Regions from separate parts of the Delphinus delphis genome. Here region 2 is linked to region 1. The links are chromatin contacts, called in public Hi-C maps. All regions are on one chromosome and are shown on one strand. Each heading gives the region's core, a stretch centred on a gene start, on an enhancer-like site or on the middle of the called end of the contact. The rest is flanking DNA. Distances are from core to core; before and after follow the strand shown.

Region 1 (6,838 bases), core at 2,015-4,514:
GGTGGCGCAGTGGTTGAGAGTCTGCCTACCGATGCAGGGGACACGGGTTCGTGCCCCGGTCCGGGAGGATCCCACATGCCGCGGAGCTGCTAGGCCCGTGAGCCATGGCCGCTGAGCCTGCGCGTCCGGAGCCTGTGCTCCGCAACGGGAGAGGCCACAGCAGTGAGAGGCCCGCGTACCGAAAAAAAAAAAAAAAGTTTAAAACAAACTGCTATACACCTTGTCTAAACATAATACTCAGGAAGAATGAGATTTTTCCAAGCAGCAAGAAAAGATCTGGGCTGTTCTACAAGTTTAAAGTAGCAGGTTTTTACTAACAGGTGTTATGTAGGTGTGTTGAGTACCTTATTAAAATCTTCAGCATCAGCGTTATTACTTCCTGTGGCATTTTTAAACTTGGATATTAACATAAGTAAACACTGTGAGATTTGTTCCTTATGAGTTGGACGTACAGTATTGGGGGGGCTGAGGCGCCAACTCTTCTAGTTTGAATTCCTTGTCCCTATAATTAACCTATCTATAGTTTCTCTGGATGTCACTAATTTTGAATACAAAAAGAAAACATATATTGTGAAAGAAAAGCAAATCAAGGCAAGAAAATGGCTCTGTCATCGCAGGTCTGCATGTCTACATATTACTTAAAGAAAAAGCAAGGGTACAAAATTATATTTGGACCAAAGGAAATGTACTGAGTGATTCTATTAAACAATGATAGCACACTACATTATAGAGTGAGAGAGATTACTTGAAATTTTAGAGGATGGGTATCAAATAACATTGTGGTTTCTGTAGCCAGTCTAAATTATGCAAGGATTAGTTTAAATGGCATCATTCAGAACTGCTCAAATAGTTCTTAAATTTATACTAGCAATGTAGAATTTAACCCAGCAGTCTATTCCTCAAAGAAACCAGAATAATGGACACAATTCAATGTTTTACTTTGATTCAAACTGTTTTTCACAACACAAAATTTTCAACATTCATATTACAGCAATGCTTTTTCTTTTCTGCCCACTTAGCACCAAGAGAAATTGTTCAGTACAAGTAAAGCCCTGTCTTGCTTCAGGGAATATAAAAATAAGACACAGTACTAGTTCTGAAAAACTTACATTCAGAATTTACACACTGGCCTAAGGCAGAGACTTCCAGCCCACACATTCTGAATTCCTGAAAGATCCCTGCAATTTTTGTGAATGTGCCAGGCTTAAGCATGCTGGAGTTTCAGTACCTCTTCAGATCTTCATTTGAAGAGTTTAAGATCTTTTATCATCAATTAACATTTAGGGAGCAACCACTGTAATCTAGTAATCAAATACCAGAAAAATAATATTTGAAGCAGGATTCCAACCCATTCTGTTTTGCAGACCTGCCTATAACGAACTATTCTTGGAGGAAAGAACACTCCAGTTCTTTAGATTTCTAACTGAAATGCCACAAAGCCCCTCCCATCTTCTTTATGAAATTGGAAAGGAAACAACACTGAAGGGACATTTTTAGCATCATTTTGTATTCAACCACAGGCGTTTGTATTCAACTACTGGTCCACACACGGTGTAGACCGGGGCTCTCAGCCTCAGCACTACTGATAATTCTCTGGTACAGGGTCTGTCTTGTGCAATGTCGGATGTTAGCAGCATCCCTGGCCTCTACCCACTAGGTACCAGCAGCCCCTTCCTAATGCCTGATTGTGACAATCAAAAGTGTATCCAAACGTTGGCCAAATATCCCCTGGGGAACAAAACAGCCTGGTGGTTGAGAATCACTGATTTAGACTGAAACTCAAAGTACCACAAGGTAGACACTGTGCTCATCAAAAGCCTGGGAAGACTTTATTCCTAGACAGAAAAACATGTAACATTCACCACAGAGGCGGTGTAAGAAAAACATATTATCTTTGTCCTTTCTTGATTCCTTCCACCCAATATATGAGAAACAACGGAGGCGTAGGCTATACCACTGTGTGCACATGAAGACATCTGGCTCAACTTGTACAATTACTCCCTTTAACTCTCCAGTGACAAGTGAACAAATCCACAGCAGCTGCTGCATTGAAAAAATGACAAAATATGTTACTTCTGCCAGTTCAAAATTAAAATAAAGCAGTCTTGAAACACTAGCATTGCTCCTGAATTCCACATATATGAAAAACCGGGTCTGGACAAGCGGACTCCCAAGCTTGTAAAGAAAGAAGGACTTTGAGGGAGGGCAGAAAGTCAGGGTCTGAAAGTAGGTATCCGTGAAGAAATCCAAGCACTGGTTCTCATTTACTAGCTCTAAATCCGGGACAATTAGAATCCATTTCACATGCCAGAGCGGTCAGCCAGGTACATCACGCTGCTGTTTCCCCAAGAGGAAATCAGAGTAAAACCCCGCTACCAGCGGATTTCCGACTGACCTCAGGGTCCCCCCTCGCCACGGAAAGGGGGAGCCAGAAAGTTGTGGAGCAGCAGCATTCCCAAAGACGAAATTCACAATCTACAGAAGCCCCGCCCCTTTCTGGACCTCAGGGGTCTTTCAAACTACTGCATCAGAATCACGTGAGGACCTCGTTAAACCCACAGATCCCGGTCCCGTCCCCCAAGGTTCCGACCCGAGGGCTGAAAATCTGGATTTTTACCAAGGGCCCCAGGTGATTCCTAGGCTCGCTGAAGATGGCAAATTACTGCTTGCACATCTCCCTTCCTAACTTGGAGCCCACAGACAACCTACAGGTTTCCAATTGGCTCCGAAACAACTGGGGCTTCATTCCAGGAGCTTCTGCGGCAGCAAGTTGTTAGCTCTGTCATCCGAGAGGGTGAGCCGAGCTCTCGCAGGCCCCAAGGTCGGCCCCGCGGCCCCCGACTGGGCTCCGGGTCGTTCGCGGCCCCGGGCAGAACCCGGCCCAGCCTCTCCTGGCCCACGGGGACCCCAGAGACCCCCGGCCCCGTGACGTGACCAGGCCCCAGCCTCGAGCGACGGGCCGGACGCCCTCGCGACCAGGCCTCCTCAGGCGGGCCCGTTAGCCCCCGGCCCCCTCCCCGGTCACAACGGCAGCTCGCGACCGGGAAACAGGCGCCCCGCAGGCGGGGGCCTCGGGCCGCCGCTCCGTATCCACCCCCGGTACGGACCTTCTCCAGGGGCGCGTCCATGGCTAAGGCGGCCGGTTGAGCCCGATGGAGGCCCGGCGATCCCGGGCACTACTTCCGCCTCCCGAGCTCCGCCGCCGTTTCCACGCTGGCAGCGCTGACGTCCCGCTCGCCCGCGGCCGGCGGGGCGGAGAAGAGAAGGAACTTCCTGGCTGCGCAGCGGGGAGTGGAAAGCGGGGCTCGGGAAGGCGGGGGAGGCGGGGCCCACGGGGAGGCGGGGCCCATGGGGTGGGCGGGGCCGTGGGTGGGCGGGGCCCTCCAGGCTTCCGTACAAGGCCGTCACGCCGGCCAGCCCAAATGTTTCCAGATGAGAGGGGGAGAATGGATGGTGGAGCCGTTCCAAACTCTCTTCAGAAGCCTGTCCTGGTGTCAGAGTAGAAGTATAATAATTACAAGGGGTCACTCATGTAGCAAAATGCTGGAAATACTGGTAACGCACCTCTACTTCCGGGCCTAGTGTTCCAAGTTCTCCCCGCTATCGCCATTCCTCAGGAATGGAACAGGCCATTCACCACGGAGAGGCGGGGCGACCGAGCGCCCCCGCGCACGCGCAGCTTTGGTGGTTTCCTAGGTGCTCAGGGCTTCGCGGGTTTCAGCTATTGGACTCCTGACCAGTGACCGCTACTCTGAAAAGGCGCTGATCAGAGCTGAGGTATTTGTCTCAGACCTTACCGCAGAATTCTAGACGGAAACGACTTTGAGACAACTGGCTCAGCCACTTTCTTCGTGTCAGGCCACAATTATGACTTGTTAGGTAATAATGATAATAATAGATCAGTTGCTGCTATTCCATTTTATGGTACAACAGCCTTGTGATGTAGAGATCATTATTATCTCCATTTCACAGTGCCAATCTAGGTTGGATCCAAGCACCCTGACCCCAGCGTCTGTACATTACACATACTGCCTCTATAACCGCTTCCACCCCTCCTGTATAATCATAAGGTGTTTCCAGGGAATAAGAGAAGACATAAATTTCCTTATTCTTCCCTCTAAATGAGGAAAACTGAAATGAACTAGTCTATCACGGTTACAGTCCGTAAAACAATTCACCACTAGTACACCGATGACGTTACAACCGCAAAACCATACCTCTTCTCTCCTGTTCTGGGCGCCTCTCTTCCGAAATCTGTGTAAATGACTGGGTTGCATTTTCAGTGTAGTAATTATATTTTTTGAGCTCTCTAAATTGTGTTAGATAAATTGCCCAGTTATGTTAATAAAATTATTTTCTACCAAAAGAAGCTTTGTGTACAGTGGGAACTATTCAGATTCTCCACAGAGCTCTGCAAACAGAAAAGGATGATAGATTTATGTCTTCCAAGATCTAAAAGTGGAATGTACCTCTTCGAGCTAAACAAGTCACCTTTTCCAACGTGTTGTTATCAAGCATTTAGAAAAGTTGTTATACCATGAACACCCATATGCCTATCCTACAATGAACATCTATCTGTATTTGCTTTACAAATATGATATTTACATAAGTATCCATCTATCTATCCATCAATACGTCTTATGTTTTGATACATTCCAAAATTGCAGACATCAATACGTTTCACCCCTTAACACCTCAGCCTGGGTATCATTAAAAACTCCTAATTTTTAAAACCACCTCCAAGTATCTGGATTATATTAAAAAGTAGATTCTACAAAACAAATACTAGAGAGATGAAACTTACATTTTCTATTTTAAAAGTAGACTTTAAAAGCCAACATGAAGAAAGTGGGAATAATTGGTTCATTCAATATTTATCCAAATGTTTATCGACTGCCATCTTGGACAGTTAGGGGCTAGAAATACAAGATCCTGCCCTTAAGAAAATGCTGTTTAGGGCAGAGGTTTTTACTTTGGACCCAGGGGGAGGTCTGTGAAACTCCTGAAACTATGCTCTAAATTTTGCATGAGTGCATTTTTCTGGGGAGCATTGCATAGCTTTCAAGATCAAGTTGGACACACACACACACACTCACACACACACACACACACACACACACTCCTGTCAAAAGAAATTAAAACCACTTGGCTTGTAGACAGACAGATATGTAAGCTGATAAATTATAATGCGGCATTCTATGGGCTAGAACAGAGAGATGAGAAAAATATTGTTGGAAGCCAGAAGATGAAACCACTCATTGTGGGAACAATTTGGCTTATATGTTCTGATATAGACCTTTCCTGATTAATAGGCAAAAAGCAAACCAAATAAAGGAAGTTTGTGGTTATTTTTCCTTTGGGGTCCATTCACATGATATTTGTTGTATCCTGAATAATATTTACATACCCATATTGTAGATGTTGTTTTTAAGTCTTTAAGTTTTAGAATCAACCAAATTACACATACGGAAGATATAGTTATTATTCACTATGGTAATGTAAAAATGATAAATTGCCAAAAAGGGGGCAGGAAGAGGCGAGGTAAAGAGGAACATAAGGGGAATCACTAATGTCCTCAACTTCATTCCAGGAAGTAAGTAGATACTCTCTAAAAGGGCTAAATCAAGGACTTCCCTGGTGGCGCAGTGGTTAAGAATCCACCTGCCAATGCAGGGGACATGGGTTCGAGCCCTGGTCCGGGAAAATCCCACATGCTGCAGAGCAACTAAGCCCATGCACTACAACTACTGAGCCCACATACCACAACTACTGAAGCCCGTGCACCTAGAGCCCGTGCTCCGCAACAAGAGAAGCTACCACAATGAGAAGTCCAAGCACCACAAGGAAGAGTAGCCCCGACTCACCGCAACTAGAGAAAGCCTGCACGCAGGGATGAAGACCCAACGCGGGCATAAATAAACAAAAGCATTTAAAACAGTGAATAAAAGAGCTAAATCAAGATTCAAAGTTTTAACTACAATATTTAAAGACATAAATGAAACCTCGGAAGAAATAAAATTAACAAAAATCAGGAGTTGGAGAAGATAGGAAAGCTGATGCAAATGGCAATAAATTTCTCATTTTTATAGTAAGGAGTCAATATATTTTTTCTGAATTAAGAAACAGATATAAGGATATTTTTTACAAAGTAGAAGGTAAAGGCTTTGGAGGAATGGGACTAGGAGTTTGGAGATGAAAGAAAAGAAATGGCAATATTCCATTTTATATTCTTCTGCACTATTTGAATTTTTATCATTTGCATGCATTTTCTCTTATGAATTAAAAAATTTAAATTAAATTGCCTGTAAAAACTAGATTTCAATCATTTTTTAATATTTTAAAATTTTGAGAGAGAAGTCTGCAGTCCCTAAAGGCGACTTGAGGTGGCAACCCTGAGACCATTTGTATCCTACCTTACTTCATTAGTTACACCAAGTTCACTAACAAATTTTTTTTAATCTTTCTATTGTTAAAATATAGAAAACAACTTAAAAGAAATGAATTGTCATTGACTAACACCCTATAATCACTAACACCCTATAATCACCATCCCCCCCATGAAAGGAACCTTCTCAGATATTCCATAAGCCCCAAAACAATCCCAGTCCCCTCCCAAGAAAAAATAACCACTCCCCCACATTTATAGTAATCATGCACTTACGTTTTCTTTGTAGTTTTATCACCCAAAGATGCATCCCTAAACACAACAGCTTAGCTTCATCTTTAAAAACAAAAACAAAAACTGAAACAAAGCCCCATCTGTATCTATATCTGTATCTATATCTATATATCTTTTTAGTCTCTTTTAATCTATAGGTTTTCCTATACCTTTTTCCTC
Region 2 (6,838 bases), core at 2,248-4,747, 230 kb after region 1:
AATGTCTTCCAAGTTAAGAAAAAAAAATTATGGTGCAATGGCTCCCAACAAGTCAGATCTTGGAACACAAGTAGAATCGCTATCAAAACATATTACAGCTTACTAAAATTGGTAAACTTGGTTGACTATTTATGCTTGAACCCTAACTACATCAACTTGATGTTTTAAAAAGTCTATCATCTTCCATTCCTTACGTTTCATAGGTCTTCAAACAAAAATGAACTCTGGACGAGCCCTATTTCTTTTCAGCCATGCTTGAGAGAAGTAGCCACATCTTGGACACCTGCATAACCGGGAGAGAAACCTCTCCTCTTCACTTGGCTGGAGCCAAGCTCCTCCAGCCCACAGCAGATGTTTTCTATATAATATTTCTTAATTCTTCTCGACTATCCCTCACTAAACACTCTACTTGGGAGATTCAAAAAGTTAACAGAAGACAGCATATAATTTGAGTAAAAGAACAACCACATGTCCTCATTCCCAATTATGTAAGATCGTGAAATTGATTTCAGAGCAACCTATCCCACTGTGTCTTTGATATGAGTATTGAAGGTCCAAATTAAGTGACCTCTGTGGACTTTGAATTTGATTCAGCTACAAAACAAGTCGAACCAACCTCTTAGTTTACTTATTATGAAAGTGGAATCTGCTATACCACCAAAAATCTAACAGAGAAATCTCAAGTCCCAGATGTGCTCTTATCTACTCCAGAGCAACAACACTCTACAAGTCTTAAATGATACGATAAAAGCAGATCCAATCAGTAGTAGCCATTGGGCACACAGGCGGCCTGCCAGTGGTAAGGACAAGGAAGTCTCATTTCCAAGCCCTCACCACCATGCCCCAACCACCTCCTACTCTTACCGACAATGGCCATTTTAAGGTTATTAATTTATCTTTCAGAAATTTCTGGGCATATAGAGAAGAATTTCTTTTAGCTATCTCCCTGATAAGATGCTCTTTTCAAGAGATTTTAACATCTACATAGTCCAGTGAGGGGAGAGATGACTATATAAGCACTATGTCTAAAATATAGGAAAACCAATCACAAAAAGCAGGGGTAGGCAAACTACTGCCTAAAACTATAGCCAAAACCGGCCCACTGCTTGTATTTAAATGGCCTGCGAACTAAGAATGTGTTTCACATTTTTTAATTCTTGGGAGAAATCAAAACAATATTTTGTGACAAAGCTACATGAAATTCAGATTTCGGTGTCTACGACTAGTTGTATTTGAGACACAGCCAAGCTTATTGAAGTCCTATGGCTATATCTGCACTACAACTGCAGAGTTAATTATTTGCAAGAGACTGTAGATCATATACCTACAGAGCCAAAAATATTTACTATTTGGCCCTTATGTAGAAGCTACAAAACTTTATTAAGTTTCAGTTTCTTCCTCAGCCAAGTGTGCCTAATTTCTCCCCTGCCCACCTCAAAGCATTACTATGGGGGAAAAAAATCAGATAAAAGATGCCACCATCTGTTTGTCTTCACCGCTGTATGGCTTGTGCCAAGCACGGGGCTCCTACATAGTATATACTAAGGAAATATTTGTTGAATGAGAGAATGAATAAAGCAGCTATTTACCTACAAAAACTGGAGCTAATCTGGAGACAGAGATGGAGTTAACTGCCACAATGATAGTAAATTATGGTACTTGTTCTTCCTATTAAATACAGACCTCATATACCCTATCTTCTCTCTAGAGCCTAAGAATTTGTGATGTTCACGACATACACAACTTCAACATGCTCTCTCAAGCCCCTTCAAGGCCAATCCTGAAAGTGAGCTAAGGTGTCAAGTAAAATACAGTTTACAAAGCTTTTTTGTTTAACATTATTTATTTCCTCATTCAGCAAATATTTACTTAGTATCTACTATGTAGTAAGCCTGTGCTTGGCACAAGGGATACAATGAAGGAAACAACCAGACACTGCGATCCATTTATGTCATCTTTTTTCCCACAGTAAATCTGTGAGAAAGACAAGGGAGAAATTAGCCACATTTTTACAGAGGAGAAACAGAAGTTAAATGAAATTATGTAACTTGCCCAAGATCACACAATAGAAAGGGAAAAGAACCAGGCTTGTCCACCTCTTTCTATCACACCAAGGCACCTCTGGTATCGCTCAACACGAGCAATAGAAAGTATATACGTATTAGCTTGTTAGTGGCCTGCACCCGGAAATTTTCCTAAATATTCCTGGGAATGATGTGATGTAATTCAGGTAGTCAAAGCAAGTTCTGTTTGATTTGAGTGGAAGTCTCACTTCCGCCATTATCTCTCAGTCTTTGAGCAATTCAGATAGTGGTTGAGAGCCCAGACTGTGACATCAGACTGTCCTCCTATCAATCCCCAATTCTGCCGCTTCCTATCTGTGCAGCTTTGGACAACACGCAACCTCTCTGAACCTCAGATCCCATCTGTAAAATGGGCCTGATGATAATAGTAGCACCTTCATAGGTTGTTGTTTGTATTAAATGAGACAAAGTAGAAAATTTAGCAGTGGCCTTCTCTCAACACCCAATCTAGTCCTCAACACCCCACATCACCGCATCCCATTCCTGGGTATTTCTGTTGTTTTTCACAGTTCTTCTTCCTAAAATTATCTTAGTTGCTTGCTTTTTTATTATCTGTCTCCCCCACGTAAATATAAACTCCACGGTAGTACATATGGATCATGTTTTCTTATTCATTATTGTATCTCCTGCACCTAGCACAGTGTCTGGCACCCACCAACAACTGCTGAATGAATGCAAAGTTCAATAAATGCCTCAGAAGCCCATTTAGGTTTCAGTTTCCCTGTATGCAAAACAGAATATTTATGCTCAGAGATGTTAGAAAGTGCAAAAGATGTAACTTGAAAGCTCTAGGTAATAACAGAAAGGTGCCAGGGAAACTCTAAAAGGTGTATCACAGTGTCGCAGTACAATTATTGGGAGTGGTTCAAGTCCTAAGACGACTCAACGCTCAGTCAAGCCAGAGGCTACACCCTAGGGAGTGCTGATAGACCGAGGAGGGTGCAAAACGCTGGGGGGCGGGAGGGTTGCAAAAACACCAGCTGTTCTCTTCCTCTCTTAAACTTCCAACAAGAAGGGTTGCTCTCCACACCTGGAGGGCCCCAAAGGGAGAAAGGAGACAAGTGTGGGCAGGGAGCCAAACACCCCCAAAGGGCAGCAGAGGCGCTGCAATGACAGTCGTGAATTGACCCGAAAGGGAGACAACTCGAACCTGTAGCGGGGGCTTGCCCGGTGGGTCCCATTCCTTCCCCTCATACCAGCCAACCTCCCCCACCCCCGCCGGCAACAGGCAAAAGGAGGGGACGCTCTCCCCCTCTCCAGCCTGGTGGCCCCAGAGCACTGGACGCGTCGGGGACTACTTCCCAGCGCTGCCAGCAAACTCACCTCAGCCGCCGGCTCCACCTCCGCTCACATTCCGGCCCCACCGCCTTCCCCCCACCCCCCCCAGGCCCTTTGTTTTGATTCCCGACTCCGCAGCTCCCGCCGCCGCCGCCAAGCGCACCCTCCACTTCCGCTTCCGTACCGCACCGCCCCTGTCGCAAAACCGACGCCCTTCTCTCCTCCCTGCCTCCGCCCCTTCCTCCGCCCGTCCCCCGCCGCCGCGTCCTCCCCGCGCGGGGCGTGCTGGGAACCCCGGGGGGGGCGGGGCCTCGCGGCCCTGCAGCCTCGTCAGGCTCAGTCCCCTCCCGATAAACCCCTAAATAGGGACCTTCCCGGGGACCGACCCCGGCTTTTTTGGCGAAAACCCCCAGTTTAAGAAAGGCTTGCCGCTGGCTTATCGTTGTGGCGTGGGAAGGAACCTGAAAGCGGAGATTTAGGGTGCTTGTGAGGTGGAACCCGGGGAAAAAATCTGCCAACCGGGATTTGTCACCGTTCAGCTCTTTCGGGCTTTTGAGGGAAGGCGACTTAAAAGGGATTTTGATGAAAAACCTGATCGTTTTGGCTTTTTTTCTCTCTTACTCTTGTCACGTGATGACCCTACTTTTTTTTTTTTTTTTTAAATTAAATGACGCATATTTGCTACAGCATCCTTTATCTAGTGCAACCTAGCGGCGAGTGGAGAAAAAAATAACTGCCAACTGGGCTGCCCGCGAGGTCCTTCGGGCCGGCAGGGCGCCTCGAGAAGTTGTGATCCAGCTGGCAAAAAGAAAGCCTGTGCCAAGACTAGGCTGGATTTTGTCACCAGCAATTAAGAGGTCCTCGTGACTTAAGTAAGAAAACGTGATTTTTTTAAGTCCTGGTCCAAAGCTCGTTGCAAATGAATACAACTTTTCCAGTGCCCACTTAGGTGAGCAAAAAGGAGACTTTATAGTTGCAAAAGCCATGTGAAGCCAATAACAGCTTGTGTTGTTGGTGGCTAGATTTGCCATGTTTGGGGTTTTTTGGTTTTTTTTGGGTTTTGTTTTGGGTTTTTTTGCTTCAGATTCTTTACTTATATTTGAAATTTTTGAAAAATTGTTTTTAAGTAGGCACAACGGACATTTCTGAAACTACCAGCTGCTCACTATTTCCTGTTGCAAATTGGGAGAAAAACAAAGCATATATATTTTAAATCTAGACATAGTTTACGATGCAATAGCCGAATGCTACGTAAAAGATTATTTCTGAAGTTTGCTGAGAAACAGGTTAACTTTGCATAAGGATCAGCAAGTAAAAATTGCCGAAAGAGAACTTTTTTCCCCCTGAAGTCTGTACTGTGAGGCAACTTCATTAGGCAATCCACAGTAAGTGGGGGAGATTTCAGGGGAAGCTGATACATCCCTGTAGACGTCCTTGTAGACAGGTATTGTGGAGGGCAAGATCAAACACATAGCTGAAGAACCCTTCGTGCTTGTATTCCATTTCCAGAAGGCAGATGACAAGTCCACACATCATCTGCCTGCTTAGGTATTTATTACTGCTGAGTAAATCTTCATTGTGTCTGTGTGTGGTAGTATTCTCCAAGTGGGAATTAGAACAGATGAAAAACAACCCTGTTTCTAGCGTTTTGTTTTTTTCACAGTACCAAAAAATATGCTTCTCTTTAGAGATTTTTTTCTCTCCTTTTCATTCTAGTTGAGTATCTCTGAACACAGTACTAACTAAAAATATAAAAAGGAAACAAAATAATAGTGGATTTTAAAATTGCTTTTTATAATAAAGATAATATCTTTTATAATAAAGAGAAAATAAAATAAAATAAAGATCAGACACATTTTGTTTGACATTGCTTGGCATTCTTTCAAGTCCAGAGCTGTGCCTGGTGTCAATAAGTAAATGCAGTAAATAAAAATGTTATCAATCATACTAAATGGAAGGCTAATGAAAAGTTTAGTGTTTTGAAATAATAAATTATGATGGTAGAATTTAAGCAAGAGAAACCCAGCTTTCTGCTCATTAATATCTGAAAGCTACAAGGAAAACATTGAATAGAGAGAAAAAAGTTTTAATTAAAGTATACCAAAATTTCCCTTTCATTTTTTTAAGGTTTTATCCAATAACAAACCCATTTACCTAAACACCTGTTCCTGAAGAGGAGTTTAATGATAATCATTTCAATATCTTCTCCCTTTTATTTTTAATGGAAAAATGAAGGAAATTGAAAATCAACTGGTTTAAATGATTTAATGTCATGTAGTCAGTACTGATAGCTCATCAACTTGTGGTTCAGCTAATCTTTAAACTGGGGTGATTATTCTCTGCCCAGAAACCTCACAGAATGGTGAGGCTCTGGAAAGTGTCAAGGGGGTGCAAATGATTTATTAGCATTTGGGGCCAGGATGGAAGTTTCCTAAAAGACACTTTGATACTTAACCCCGTTGATGTAAGTGGTAGTTCCTTTTTGCATCTCTGAGCTTCTTTCAGGAAGTAGCAAGGAGTCGAAGTAGAATTAAAGGTCATTCTTAACCATGGCAGGGATGCAGGAGGGATTCTATGACTGGTTGGAGGCCTCAAAGCAGCTAAGATCTCTGCCTGTAGCATTGTGCTGAAGAACACCAGTGTAGGAGTCAAACAGACCCAGCTTTGAAGTCTGATTTGTTATTAATTGTGAAACCTTGGGCAATGCATTTAACTTCCTGCACCCTTTTCTCAGCTTTAAAATGAGGACCATAAAAGTGCTTTCCTGTGGTTCTCATCATCTGGGTCTCAGCTCCATTGTCACCTGGTAGAGTGGCTTTCCCTGACATTCTATCTGCAGGGACCCCTCCCCAGCCCCTTTCTATCATATGACCTTGCTTTAGTCATAGCACTTATTAGCATCTGACATTATTTCACTGTTTCTGTTTGCTGATTTAGTGTCCTTTCTTAGTACTATAAGCCCTTTGAGGACAGGTGTCTTGTTTGACATTTATTTTGATATAAGTGAGTGCTCAATAAATATTCGTTGGTGAACATCAAGAAGTTAGCATTATGCCTGACCTAGATAACCAATTGAAAAATCATGATCAGTACATAGATTGTACTTAACTATGTGCTTAGGCACTGTCCTAAACGTTTTGCAAATGCCAAGTTGACTCATTTCGTCTCTGCATAACCCCATTTTATAGATGAGGAAAGTAAGTCACAGAGAGAATAACTTGCCCAAGATCACACAGCTACTAAGGGACAGAGCAAGGATTCAAAGCCAGGCTCGAAAACAATCTCCTGTAAAGGAGTTTTGCTGCCTTTGAAGAAGATAATGATGTGAAAATTGTTATATTGGTTGTGGGACTTCCCTGGCAGTCCAGTGGTTAAGACTTTGCCTTCCAATGCAGGGGGCGTGTGGGTTCCGGGTTGGGGTTCCATCCCTGGTGGGGCAGCTAAGATTCCCACATGCCTCCCAGCCAAAAAACCGA

Evidence for each region. A called contact is a pair of places that touch in the nucleus more often than the background predicts.
Region 2: a contact with region 1 is called in a Hi-C map of muscle, with 5 times the contacts expected there. The contact joins the promoter of MARF1 here to the promoter of PDXDC1 in region 1. A contact is called at or near these places in 3 of 3 Hi-C or Micro-C datasets (lung and muscle).

The regions. Positions count from the first base shown.
Region 1 is chr15:61,353,983-61,360,820 of mDelDel1.2, forward strand. PDXDC1 (pyridoxal dependent decarboxylase domain containing 1) reads right to left here and starts at 3,265. Exons shown (of 24, transcript XM_060031785.1): 1 at 3,108-3,265. The coding sequence starts at 3,128.
Region 2 is chr15:61,579,507-61,586,344 of mDelDel1.2, forward strand. MARF1 (meiosis regulator and mRNA stability factor 1) reads right to left here and starts at 3,498. Exons shown (of 27, transcript XM_060031795.1): 1 at 3,408-3,498.